Regions from separate parts of the Triticum aestivum genome. Here region 1 is linked to region 2. The links are chromatin contacts, called in public Hi-C maps. All regions are on one chromosome and are shown on one strand. Each heading gives the region's core, a stretch centred on a gene start, on an enhancer-like site or on the middle of the called end of the contact. The rest is flanking DNA. Distances are from core to core; before and after follow the strand shown.

What was found. A called contact is a pair of places that touch in the nucleus more often than the background predicts.
Region 1: a contact with region 2 is called in a Hi-C map of leaf, with 4 times the contacts expected there. The contact joins the promoter of LOC123102739 here to the promoter of LOC123102734 in region 2. A contact is called at or near these places in 2 of 5 Hi-C or Micro-C datasets (both in leaf).

Annotation. Positions count from the first base shown.
Region 1 is chr5A:171,227,004-171,232,921 of IWGSC CS RefSeq v2.1, forward strand. It overlaps LOC123102739 (histone deacetylase 6), which reads right to left and starts at 2,506. Exons shown (of 4, transcript XM_044524165.1): 1 at 2,292-2,506; 2 at 2,009-2,202; 3 at 716-841. The coding sequence starts at 2,450. LOC123102740 (40S ribosomal protein S29-like) reads left to right here and starts at 2,516. Exons shown (of 3, transcript XM_044524167.1): 1 at 2,516-2,731; 2 at 3,405-3,504; 3 at 4,066-4,253. The coding sequence starts at 2,670. The coding sequence ends at 4,074.
Region 2 is chr5A:170,753,521-170,759,920 of IWGSC CS RefSeq v2.1, forward strand. It overlaps LOC123102734, which reads right to left and starts at 4,491. Exons shown (of 2, transcript XM_044524160.1): 1 at 3,990-4,491; 2 at 3,255-3,793. The coding sequence starts at 4,030. The coding sequence ends at 3,532. LOC123102736 (a long non-coding RNA gene) reads left to right here and starts at 5,723. Exons shown (of 9, transcript XR_006449243.1): 1 at 5,723-5,910; 2 at 6,028-6,293. It overlaps LOC123102735 (protein TRIGALACTOSYLDIACYLGLYCEROL 5, chloroplastic), which reads left to right and starts at 975. Exons shown (of 4, transcript XM_044524161.1): 1 at 975-1,099; 2 at 1,215-1,259; 3 at 2,530-2,562; 4 at 2,639-2,966. The coding sequence starts at 1,060. The coding sequence ends at 2,802.

The DNA.
Region 1 (5,918 bases), core at 1,256-3,755, 470 kb after region 2:
CTCTTTTTTGCACGGACCTGTAATACAAAAAAACGGTTGGCGGGAGGTTAGTTTCAGCTCCCTCGCTTTCGTTCCTCGCCAACACCACTACGGTCCAACCTGTTCGACCCTGGTGCACCGCCGCCGTCCGGGCTGGCGGACATTGGCTGCAAGCAGCTCCCACCGCTAGCTGCTGCTGCTGCCGTCGCCGCTAGCTCCCGCCGCCGCCCCCGCTAGCTGCTGCTGCTGCCTCCGTTAGCTCCCGCCGCCGCTCCCGCTAGCTTGCTCCCATGAGCTGCCGCACGAGGATCCAATTGCTTTTCTTTTTTATGTGTGAGGGTGCTTTGTGCTATTTTCCAGGGACCTTGTTGTAAATTCAATTGGTTTATATGGGATCTGTTCTGCTGACGTAAAAATCATACCGTAAATTTCCACAAATTCATTTTAGGGGGAACCATATACTGTTTTCACAGGACACGGTTTTAGCTGATCTGCTAGAGATGCTCTAACACTGCTGGCTGATTAACATGAGTACTATAGTGAGCGCACAACAATACCGTTTCACATTGGCATAGGTGACCGCTAGATTTAGAACATGGCATACTTTGCTCTAACAAAAAAAAAACATGGCATACTGACTACTGGAACTGGAGAGCCCTGATCATAATAAATGCAGCCAATGAAAATTATCCGCAGTCCAAGAGAAAATTAAGCAAAAGGAAGTTGAACAATTTACCTGAAGCTCAGGGCGATACAATGGCCCGTTTCTTGATAATGGCACAGCATGTGTTTGTTGATAAAACGACTACACAGCACATCCTTGCAGATCAAGCATAACCAGTTTTCAGAAGGGTGATGACATCTGCATGGAAAAATGCTCATAAGGAAACACAAGACATGGACATATGAAGTACATCAAATCCAACAGTTATGTTTTGTCCTAAATTCGAGCATATGAGGTTAATTCAGATTCAATACAAGGATAGGGGTATACATTATCTTGTGCCACAGGCTAACGTAACTCATTGGAAAATCTTAATACTGCTTTTGGTGTTTATAGGCAATTAACATCCAGATGCTATAGCAACAAGCATGCAAGGAAGATAGCATAGACAATGTTTGACAATCTATTAATTTTATGGTGCACCATGAAATCGTAAACAGCATTTTCAGGTGAAATGACACAGAAAACCATGCTTTGGTTATAGAAGTCATATAAGAAGTATCAACAGTGCTTTTTCATGTGTAATCCATGCATACATAAATCATTCAGTTGTAGAACACAGTGAGGAGGAAGCCATGCTGTTCACCAGCTCACTAGATGTTAGCCTGTTACTAACTTTCAACTAAGGAATGCACCCAATAGTATCTTCAAAACCCAGATCCCAATCATCTAACTTTCTCATTGAGCAATCATTCTACCAAAGAAACTCATATTTTGCACCTACCACTCTCCATGACGTTTTCCTGATAAAAGGATATCCTATTTTGCAAACCCAACAACTCTTTTTCTTTGGAAATATCACATCTTAAAGTCATATTTCCTTCTGTCACTTGGAGGTGATTTGGCTACTCAAAATATTGTGAATAAACAGAGGAATTGCATGCCAGAATTGATGCAAGAATAACAACAACATGAGCCATATGTTGATACAGTGAGAATAATGCGAAGGAGAAATCATGAAGTGAAGCTTCTAGTTAGTAATCTAAATAACTCTCATTCATAAATATGAGACTTGCCATAACACTTTCGAGTCACAACTTAGTACCAATCAATCGCATTGTCATCAAGTATCAATCCCTTTTCCTTGTCAATTTAAGTTATCTAGTCATATTTCACCATAACTGAAGTCTGGGAACCAGGCATTCAGCCAAATAGTGCGCCACCCAAGAGGATAGTACTAGGGAGAAAAAAACCTAGCCCAGCGGGAGCGCATCAAACCGCAGGAAAGAACCCTCACAAGTAACAACCCGCATGTCAGGCCCAGGATCGCAAGACACCAAACTCGAAGAGGATGATGAGACAAACCTAGAGCAGTGGGAATCAGGCGCGGGCACGCGCGCGAGTTCGTCGGCGCTGGCGGCGGGCATGGCAGGGAGGTGCGAGCAGCTGGTCCGCGCCTCCACCCACCCCGCCTCGGCGCCATAGAGTTCCAGGCTCAGATCTCCCTCATCGTCCACCTTGCGGTTGATATCGTCGGTACCTTCCTCTCTCTCCTTCCCCTGCGACGACGAAACATTCGAGGACGCGTCAGTGGAGTGTAAGAAACAACACAGAGACGGTAGGTAGGGGCTACGTCGTTCACACGGACAGGTCGGGATGAAGACGAGTGCTCTCCGGCTCCGGCGGCGGAAGACATCCTCGGCGAGTCGGAGTGGAGCGGCAGACGACGATTTTTTTTCCCGACGAGTCTCACGGGCCACGGCGAGTCGTGCAGATACAGCACTATATCTGAGGCCCAAATGCTCATGATTGGCTGGGCCCAACAAAGAGGCCCTTTAAGCCCGTATACGGGGCTAAGTGTCGGCCTGGGCCCAATCCAACCCGTGCCCTTGGCTTAGGGTTTACCGCGGCGTCTCCCTATATAAGCCACTCCCGCTCGCACCGCCGCCACCTACCCTTTCCTCCTCCCACGCGCATCCTAGCAACCGGCGGCGGCAGGCGGAAGGCGAACAAGAAGGCGGCGACGATGGGGCACTCCAACGTCTGGAACTCCCACCCCAAGAACTACGGGCCCGGCTCCCGCGTCTGGTAATACTTCTGCCACCGCCTCGATCCCCTCCATCTCCTTAAAATGCCTAGTTCGTTGTTCGTTCCCGCGGCTAGATATCTCCTGCTAGACCAACTGTTCGCCCGGATCTGTGTGTCTTACACGATTTAGTTGGCGACATATATCATTCGATCGTGGCGTGCTTCATATGGCGATTAAAACCTTGTTTGCTCTGTGTTATGTGTTGTCAGGGACTTATTAACCGGTTAAATTCTCACATTTGATGATTGTTATGCCTTGATAAAGGCTTTCCCATCTTCATATGATGTGTATTTTGTTGATGTAGTTGGCGACTTGTATCATCTGATTCTGGCGTGCTTCATATGGCGATTAAAATCTTCTTTGCTTAACTCTGTTAGATGTGGTCAGGTAGGTTTCGGGTTTCGTTGTTAGTATGTCGCTCAAACCATTCAGAGCTTGCTGTGATGTGCAAGTGGCTTCACAAGCGACTCAACCAGGAAAATATTGTTAGAATTGCCTCAAAAGTTTAATTTGTTACTTAACAAGCATTTCTTCCGGTGCTGTGCGGTAACAAACTGAAATAGCATGTGGTTGCTGGCTTGTCTGGCGTACCATTCAATCACTGATGTTATTGTGATGAACAAGTATGCTTACGAGTGATTGTACTGACCCCAAGTTTGTTATTTTTGGCAGCCGGGTCTGTGGAAACTCCCATGGACTGATCAGGAAGTATGGGCTGATGTGTTGCAGGCAGTGTTTCCGCAGCAACGCCAAGGACATTGGCTTCATCAAGGTATACAACAAGAACATTATTGTTGCACCAGGAACAATCTGAAATTATATTATTATTTTGTCAGCCATGATTCCCTTACTATTTATATATAGTCCTTCAGTAAGCAGCTTCAAATGTCAGTTATGACTTAATACATTAGATTTGTGATTCCTTATTGCCTTCTAGTGTTTGATGATACCTATTCCTAGTCTACATCCAAATTAGATAAATGATTGGTTAACAAATTGATGTGCTCCATTGTTCTCTATGGTTGGCTCATTTACTTTGCAGTTTCTGTATTGAGATGTTTTTTGCTAGAATTTTATTACATTGAAGATGTATTTCCAAGTCTGACAATTCACTAGTGGTATGCTGTTATTGTGGCCAGGCAATTTCTGAAATGGGTTAATATGATTCAGATAACATAATAGCCAAGCTTTGGTACAGTTGTCTTGATGTTCTTATGCAGTGTCGTTTCTTCTGCATCTAGCCTTCTAGTCTAGTATAAAGCATGTATATCAAAATTTTATCGTTTGTGCAGAACTATTGTTATAATTATTTGATTATTATCTTTTGTTGCAGTACCGTTAATTCACCTGTTCCTGGTACCCTGAAGTGAAGCTGATCAGGGATGAAGGATTGGAGCACTTAATAGAATGCTTAATTTCAATTCCAGTAATGTTTGCTCGTGGTTTTATGTTTTGATGGATACTGAATGATGTAATTGTTGAACATGAGTTAATTACCCATGGAGAAGTCTTTTATCGTTCTGTTGTCTGTGTTTGTCCCCTCTCATTGTCATTGTTAGTTATAAGTACTTGTTTTTTTATTAGAACATATTGGGTCAATGGCTGTAACAGACCAGCAACCTAGCAAATAAGCTTATTTCATATCTATCTGTGCTTGTATATAAGCACATGAATGACTGAATCCACGCACCGTACCAGAGAGAATGAAGCGCGTGAGCACATGAATGAGCATCTCTACTCCTAATGTCTTAGTTGGTAGGTTGTGTTCTGGGTTTAATTTTCGTCTCACCTACCATGTTTTTTTTGGTACTTCTTTGATACCTGCTCTCACCTCCCGGTTCAAAAAAACCCAACCAAAACCACGTTCATGTAGTTCTCTCGCAAGCGACAGAATCTAACAAAGAAAAACCAGCGGAAAAAAACCCTCCACGACCTGCACGCGGGCAGGAATGAGCGAGGCCTCCGGGTCTAGGGTGCCCACCTCTCTTTCTCTCTCGCCTCCCACCCTCACCCTCCCGATCTGGTCGCCGCCCACCTTCACCCTCCCGATCTCGTGAGCTGCAGGGGAAATCGGTCTTTAGAATCGCCACCATCGATGCCGCTCAGTTTCCCTCCGCAACCTGCCACTTGCAACGGACCGAGGTCGTCGATGTGGGCTCGACGCAGCCGCCCGGAGCTACTTCGCCCTCGATGTTGAGGAGGGCGTGGGCCTGATCGAGCTCCCGGCCGCCTTGCTTCTCTACAGACTATCTCTATCCTCAGTCGTAGGCTCCTCGTGCTTTCTCCCCTGCGCCGCCACCCAATGGTCTCCGCCAGCGCCGCGTGCCCCCAAGAAAATGGCGGCCTTGGATGAAAATGTGCGGCTCGATCGACCTTGAGAAGATCCCCATCAATGCGGACTCCCCTATGTAAGTCCCCAATTCCCCTCCCTTCTCCCTTCCCTCGATCCAAATCTCGTATCCACAGATCTAGATCACGGCCATAGGGAAACCAATAACGAGAAGAAGCGGCTCGCCGAGATATGCCATGTCGACTTCTCCTTTTGTCATCAATGGAGGCGCCACGAAGGCCAAGAAGAAGGCCCCAACAGCCCTGGCCATGGCAGGGCCTCATGTAGAGCCTGAAGTAGGTGCAACATCATAGTCCGTCCTTGCACGTACAAAAAATAGACATTTATTTTTGATTATGGTCGCCGTAAATAATGATGTTACTACGGGTCTATTTTTTTCTGATTATGGTCCTTTCAGTATTGATTCTTGCTTGTATATTAAGAATTAAGTTTCCCTGGTTAGAAGTAACCATCAGTTCTTTCTACTTTCTGAAGAACTAGCATTCTTTTCTCTTTATTTTTTCGTCCATATTAAATTATTTGGCACAAACATACATCTGAAATAAATGCAAGTCTATATCAAGTACTGAGATTAAGATGGATGGGAGGTCACGGATGCTGGGTCGGAATTTGAATGCTAATGCCTTCACTACTTTGTTGTGTTGTTTATGTTACACGGTTATGAGTCCGGTGTGTGGATCGGTCATTGGTGAAAGCAGCCGCCTAATTTCAGAGTTCTTCCTTTGTTCTCCCAGGACCAAACCAACGATCAATGTGTGCTGAGAATGACAGCAGTATGCACCACATTTGCAGTCTTAACTACATGGTAAGCTTTACTAAACTGAAACTTGTCCAAA
Region 2 (6,400 bases), core at 3,241-5,740:
CACCTATCGGAACCACGCCAAAAATCTCCGTATCTACATTGTGTTTGCCTTCTCCAAACCCTTCCCTTTACGTTCATATGCAATGTTTTACTTTCCGCTGCTACACTCTTAGAATTGCATGTGTAGGTTGATTGTTTGACTTGTGCTAAGTTGCTAAAATCTGTCAAGACTTAAAAATTAGGAAAAGGCTAGATTTTTATTTGGTCAAGTAATCTAATCACCCCCTTAGACCTACTTTCGATCCTACAAGGAGAAATCCCTCTGTCACCCGCGGAAGTGGCATGAATGACATGAAGCAGTGGAATGGAGTATCACCAGATTTTCTGCAAGTCGGCTGACAAACCTAATCCAGACAAGTGGCGCCCCCCGGCTGAGGAGTACTACAAAATTAATACCGATGGCTTCTTTATACCTGGGCAGCAGCATGCAGGATGGGGAGTCGCGGTCAGGACAACAGATGGCAGCCTGGTGCATGCCCGCTGGAAGACAGGAGCATATCTCCGATGCTTTCGCTGCTGAAGTGGTAGCCATGTCACATGCCATAAACACTGCAGTAGACCTGGGAATGGTCCGGATGGAGTTTGAGACCGATTCACAGCTTCTGGTGGATGCGTTGGATATGAGGAAGGTCGACTCCTCGGCTTATGCGACTGTTATCGAGGACATGAAATACCAACTGAAACTATGGTTCTTCAAATTTACTATTTCAGTATGTAGGCGTAGTGGTAATTCTGTAGCTCATGAACTCGCCAAGTCTGGCCGCCACTGTGCACCAAACCACTTTATGGAATGGGAGTTCGATGTACCTGCCCATGTGGGCGAATGTGTTGTGGGCGATTTGCCTCACCACAGTTAAGTAATGAAGGTATGCTTTCTTAAAAAAAAGAGCGACCGGACTGATCCTTGGGCCCGCCCAAAACTTGGCCCGGCCAGTCGCGGCCCACTGATTGCTGACGTCACCATGTCGTCAAGACCACCGAAGTGCCGCTTTCCCATCGGCTCGCTCATCGTCCCATCCAACCCCTGAGCACCACCAGCGTAGCGGGAAGGCATCCATCCATGGTCGTCTCCACCTTCAGCGGCCCTGGGATTGGGGTCGGTAAGCGGCTGACCTTGATTCTTCAAATTATTGGATCTTGCATTCTTGCGGCGATTTGGTTCTCGCTTCGTTTTAGGTTTCTTGATCTTGTCTCTGTCTGTTGAAATCGGCGCAGGCTTCGGCGTCGGCTGCGGATTCGGAGTCGGATGGGGGTTCGGAGGTGCGGAATGATTCATTTCTTTCGCCGCAAATTGTCTGTGAGGTTTTTACACCGCTCAAGTTTTAAGGGAGGGGCGAGAACTTGGAATCGCTTCTTGTTCAAGCATATTCGGGAGAATTAGTCCTGATTTTTGCTTATAGATTCCGCTGTTTAGTACTCCTATATATCTGTTTAGCAGTCCCACTCCCTACAAATGGGAATCTGTTTACCCGCTTCATAACCAGTAAGATGCATGCGAATTGGTTACCAAAAGCCTCCATATGGAGTTAATTGTTATATGGAGTCACAAAGAAATAACAGAACAGCTTTGCGTATGATGAAACTGGTCCAGCTTGTTACGACGATGGATCTCCACTGCTCACAGACGTGATAAAATGGATGTTGGATTTCAACCATCGTACCAAAATTGTATGATAATATGTCATACGCACAGAAATGCTTATGCCTCAACATTCAAAATTATATGAAGCCGGTTTCCATGTAAGCATGTTTTTGTACTGTAGAACTTGTTCCTCAACATCTAAGTTGGTCCAATATTATATGAAGCCTGCTTCCGAAGCATCTTATGGAAATGCTTATGACATAACATTCAGTATTATAGAAATGTGAGACATAAGCGAAGTTAGATCCATCGGCCTCCTGAACTAGAGGCGTAGAGTAGACGATTTTTTTTAATTGTTCTTGAGATGGATTTTATTGTTGGTACATCTATTTTAAACCCCATCACTCCCTAGCCAGGCCTTTCACCCATTGCTAGCTAATCTTTCAAATGTTGATAGTTATTAAACCAAACATCACAGGGATGGTTACTCAACAGCATTCCTAGTTCTACCTAATATAAGATGAGAAGGAACAAAAATATTCTATTAACCAGGGAGCCAAAAGGTTATATGCAAAAGGTTTGTGCCCACAGATTTAATTCAATCTGTACACTGGTCTAACAAATTAAATCAACAATTACAAAGTTGTATTTAACTAGTTTTTTTCTTCTTCTGATTTCGTGCTAAAAATCCAAGCTTCAGTTCTATAGTAGTATTACACTTTAATATGAATTAAGAATATGATCCATAGCCAATACAGGTAGATAGACTAGTCCCACGCACCCAGCTAATAGAGGGTTTTGTAACTGGCTTATGTCTGGGGATAAATTTACCGGAACAGACTTTCTTTGAAGAGTTATGGTCCTATTGTACGTCAGTAACTATTCCTTATTGACTATGTACATTCATTGTAAGAAAATAACATGCTTTAATTTGCTTTTCTACCACAGGAATGCCTCTGAACGTATTCGGCTTGGGCATCGGTACGAAGCTTGTCAGTTACTATATACATCATCTAGAGTAAATTGGTACTGAATTGAATTTCCTCTTTGTGAATAGGTGGGGGATGCGGAGTTGGTCTTGGTTTAGGATGGGGCTTTGGAAATGCTTATGGTTGTCAATATCGATCTTCAAGGGTCCAGTTTCAGGGCATTGAGTTTCAGAAAAAGTCTGAAGGAGATGAAGCACCAAAGCTTGTTGAAAAGTCTCGTCCTTATGGCTAGTATAGCTGCGATCATACAATTGGCACAGGCAATGTTACCATTGTCCGCTTGATTGTAGTCAATTGTCTACCTGGAAAGTTGTTTCAAAGCATTTTGATGTTTTGATGAACTTGGACGTTTTCATAGTAACATAACGAGGATAATCCATGGTACTTTTTCCGTTTCGGATAATGGTCTTTATATTTGGCTAAAATTGTCCATTAACATTCTCTTGGTTGGGTGCACCCTGCAAGTTTTTATTGTTACTCTTGTTAAGTACCTGCAGTTCACTTAGTGTGTGTAGTGCATTATGTCTGGATATGGTTAATTACAATCTAGCTGAAATAGAAAATGCATACAAACATTGAGCTCTGTTGTGAACTCTTGACTCCCCTGCATAATTTCTTCCCTACAAGGCGAAACAAAACTGAAGGCTGTATTATTTTATCTGAAGATTATAATTAGTAGGATAATTTTTGCACCAAGGTTGACAGTTAAAACTGTTAGCTCAGAATGTTCCCAATATTACAATCAGGTGCGGCTTTTATTTAAGTAAAATCAGTGAAAATGAGAATGCAATAGCGAAGATTAATGCAGAGTTTAACACTGATCTTTCGGTGGATGCGGTGCCTACATGCTGGAAATCTGAGCAGCTGGTTTATCATATTATGTATCGACCTGGCAACAATGGTGGTGGCTTGTAGAACTGCTGCTATCAGTGATTCTTCCAGTGTGAGGCCTCTTATGCATTCACAGAAATGGATTATCAAAGGCAGCTGTGCCGTCGGTTGACGTGGGAGAGCTTGCTGTGTCTGCGTCGCCGCTCCTGAGCCAGTATGTCTGCTGGAACGTTGCTGCGCTGCTTGGGACATCCTCCATGACCCACTCAAAGCCCCTGGGGTAGTAGATCCCTGTCTTTGGGTGTGGCACCCACAGTGCTGTCTCTGCTGACCTTGCTTTTGTTGGCTGCACCTGGCTCGTAAGGTTAGAGCTTTGCCTGTTCTTAACTTCCCTGCATATGGCAATCCAAGCAGTTACTTTATGGAGCATATCAGCATAATGATGTTGCATTTAGCAATTCAAGTTTCTCTTCACTAGGATATGAACAATCTTTGGACTACAGTAATGCTTGAATGTCATCGTTCTGGAATCTACCAAATTGAAAGCTTCAGTATTGCAGGTTTAGAGGGATGCTAGAGGCTACTTACCGGAGAAGACCAGTCGATTTTGCAATTGCACTGCGGCCCATCAACAAAGGCTGGGGAGGCACTAAAATCTGCTACTGTTTGTTCTTTCCTCCTTGGGGTCAAGCAACCGATGGCAGTTCCCTCTTGGTTGGTACCTCTCTTCTCCCCAACCCTGGTATATATAGCTAGAGTTTTCTAGTTGGAACTCTGCCACCATGGTCAGGGTCACACGGACTGCACATCTGATAGGATATGAATGATTTGACAAGCTCCTGCAGAGGATCATGAACGATTTTATTCATAGTCGTTGGCTTCTACTTGAGCAGAGGTTTGAGCTTGATTGGACACCATTGGACCAAACACCATGAGAACTGATGCTCCTAGAATCTGAAGTCAAATCTGGCCAAGTACTGTCCTATGGCAGTACCGTATCTACTTGGAGAATCATGAGACAGCCCTACTGGTGCTGGTTGTACCAGTAGGGAGAAGAGATGGGAACACAGCTTGAAGAAAAGCAATTACAGAATTTCCGAGCTAAAATCTCTGCTTGTCTGGTTGCAAAGGATTTTGTCTGCCATGAACTTATTTTGAACTCCTTGATACGCATGAGAAGCAACCGACATGTGGACCCCAGTGATAGATGGAGTCAGGCAGATTATACATCTGTTGAGACTTCCTTTGCTGATTTCGAGCCACACACTCTCATGAGATATATGTGTTTGCCTGCCTGCGGGATATTGTGCAGTCTGTGGCATCCTTGCGCGTACGGTGTCTCATGACCTGATCCATCTTCCCCATATAATTTTTGTCTGCATCATTAATGATCCATTAGCAGAATAATGGAGGGCATGGGATCTGATACTTTGAAGCATGCATAGCTGTGGTGCAGAACTAAAGATGAAGCATTTCAGTTGCTTGTCTCTTCGTGCGGCGGAGTGGAGAGTAAGTTCTTCCCATCAGATTTGACATTGGAGTCATAGAGTGATAGAGGGCAAGAAAAAGAGAATAAGATTTTTTTCTCATAATTTTAGATGTTGCGTGCATCGGTGTCGTAGCAATAGAGCTTTAATAGTGCAAGAATAAAGCTCATGATCTTATTCCCGGCGGTTCCCGTCCTTCTGTTCTCTCTTTTGGTTTCAGTGGAAGGCTACGGTACAGGATGGCGTGTTGGTGTATAACGTAACATCTAATATGCCCTGTGGATTTCAGTTGTCTATGCTACTAGAAACTGTGGATCTTCGAGGCCTTCAGGAGAAAATATGCTACAAGTGAAACTTTGCTCTGCGAAAATACCTGTGCGGTAATGATTAAATAAATTCCAGAAAGTCCCTGCATTCTTGCGTCACTAGGAGCTGCAGTTTAAAGATAAATCATGTAACTGGACGCGGCGTTTTGGAGCTCAGGCTCAGCTGCACCCGATATCTCGCTCATTCAATTCTGTTTCGGGATGCGAACAAATCCAGCTGGCCGAAAATCCAGCTGGCCTGTTGGACGCGCGCAGCGCTAATTTGGGGGTAGGGTGAAATACCGTACGAAACAAGGAAGAAGTGGGCCCGAAGCGGTGCGCTAGACGGACGTGAGCGATGGAGAACAGTGGGCCGTGACCCAGAATGTGACATGTGCTCGCTGGGCCACGGATCAGGTAATGGGTCCAGAATAGAAAATAACGACTGAGCCGTTTGTTGGAAAGTGGGTCAACATCCAACACGCCCCCCCTCCCCCCCCATCTCCCACCCGTGCGGTTGATGAATTAAAAAAAAACTTTTTCCCGGTTCTCAGATGGCCTCGGTCATTCTGGAAAGCCTCGCCGCCGCATCCGCTTCAGACCAGAGGAGAGAAAACAGAGGACACAAGAGCTGCGCCTACCCGGGCGTGCGACGCCGCCGAAGACCGAAGGGATGGACACCGACGACATGGAGTTCCTGCTGGATGCGGTCCACAGGTTAGTCCCAAATAGATCCACGCATTCTGGTTTCGAGATGTAGTACAGCCCCCGATGTGAGCCTCCGAGCTTACAAGCATTGGTTCTGTCCGCCTCCGCCGACGACGGATTTCACAGGTTCCCCATCAGAGAGGAGTTCGCTGACAATCTCGAGCAGCCAAATCCGATCGCCCTACGCTTACTGATACAGAATGGGGGGGGGGGGGGGGGGGGGGTGTGGAAGCTTGCGATCCAAGCGATGGGTCTGCCATGGGTGAGTACGTTGTACAAGGTGGAAACCATGGCGCACAAGACGATGGGCGCCATGGACGTCCTCCCTCGCTGACAAGGTCAGCACAGTCAACTGACAGGGTAAATCTAGAGGCGCCCGGCTAGACAAAAAGGTAATACGCAAAATTATTCAGATTTATATGAGTTGTGTGTGCACACTGGCTCATGTAGATATGATTGCAGCACTCTATGGTCTTCATTTCCTGGTAGTGGACAAAAC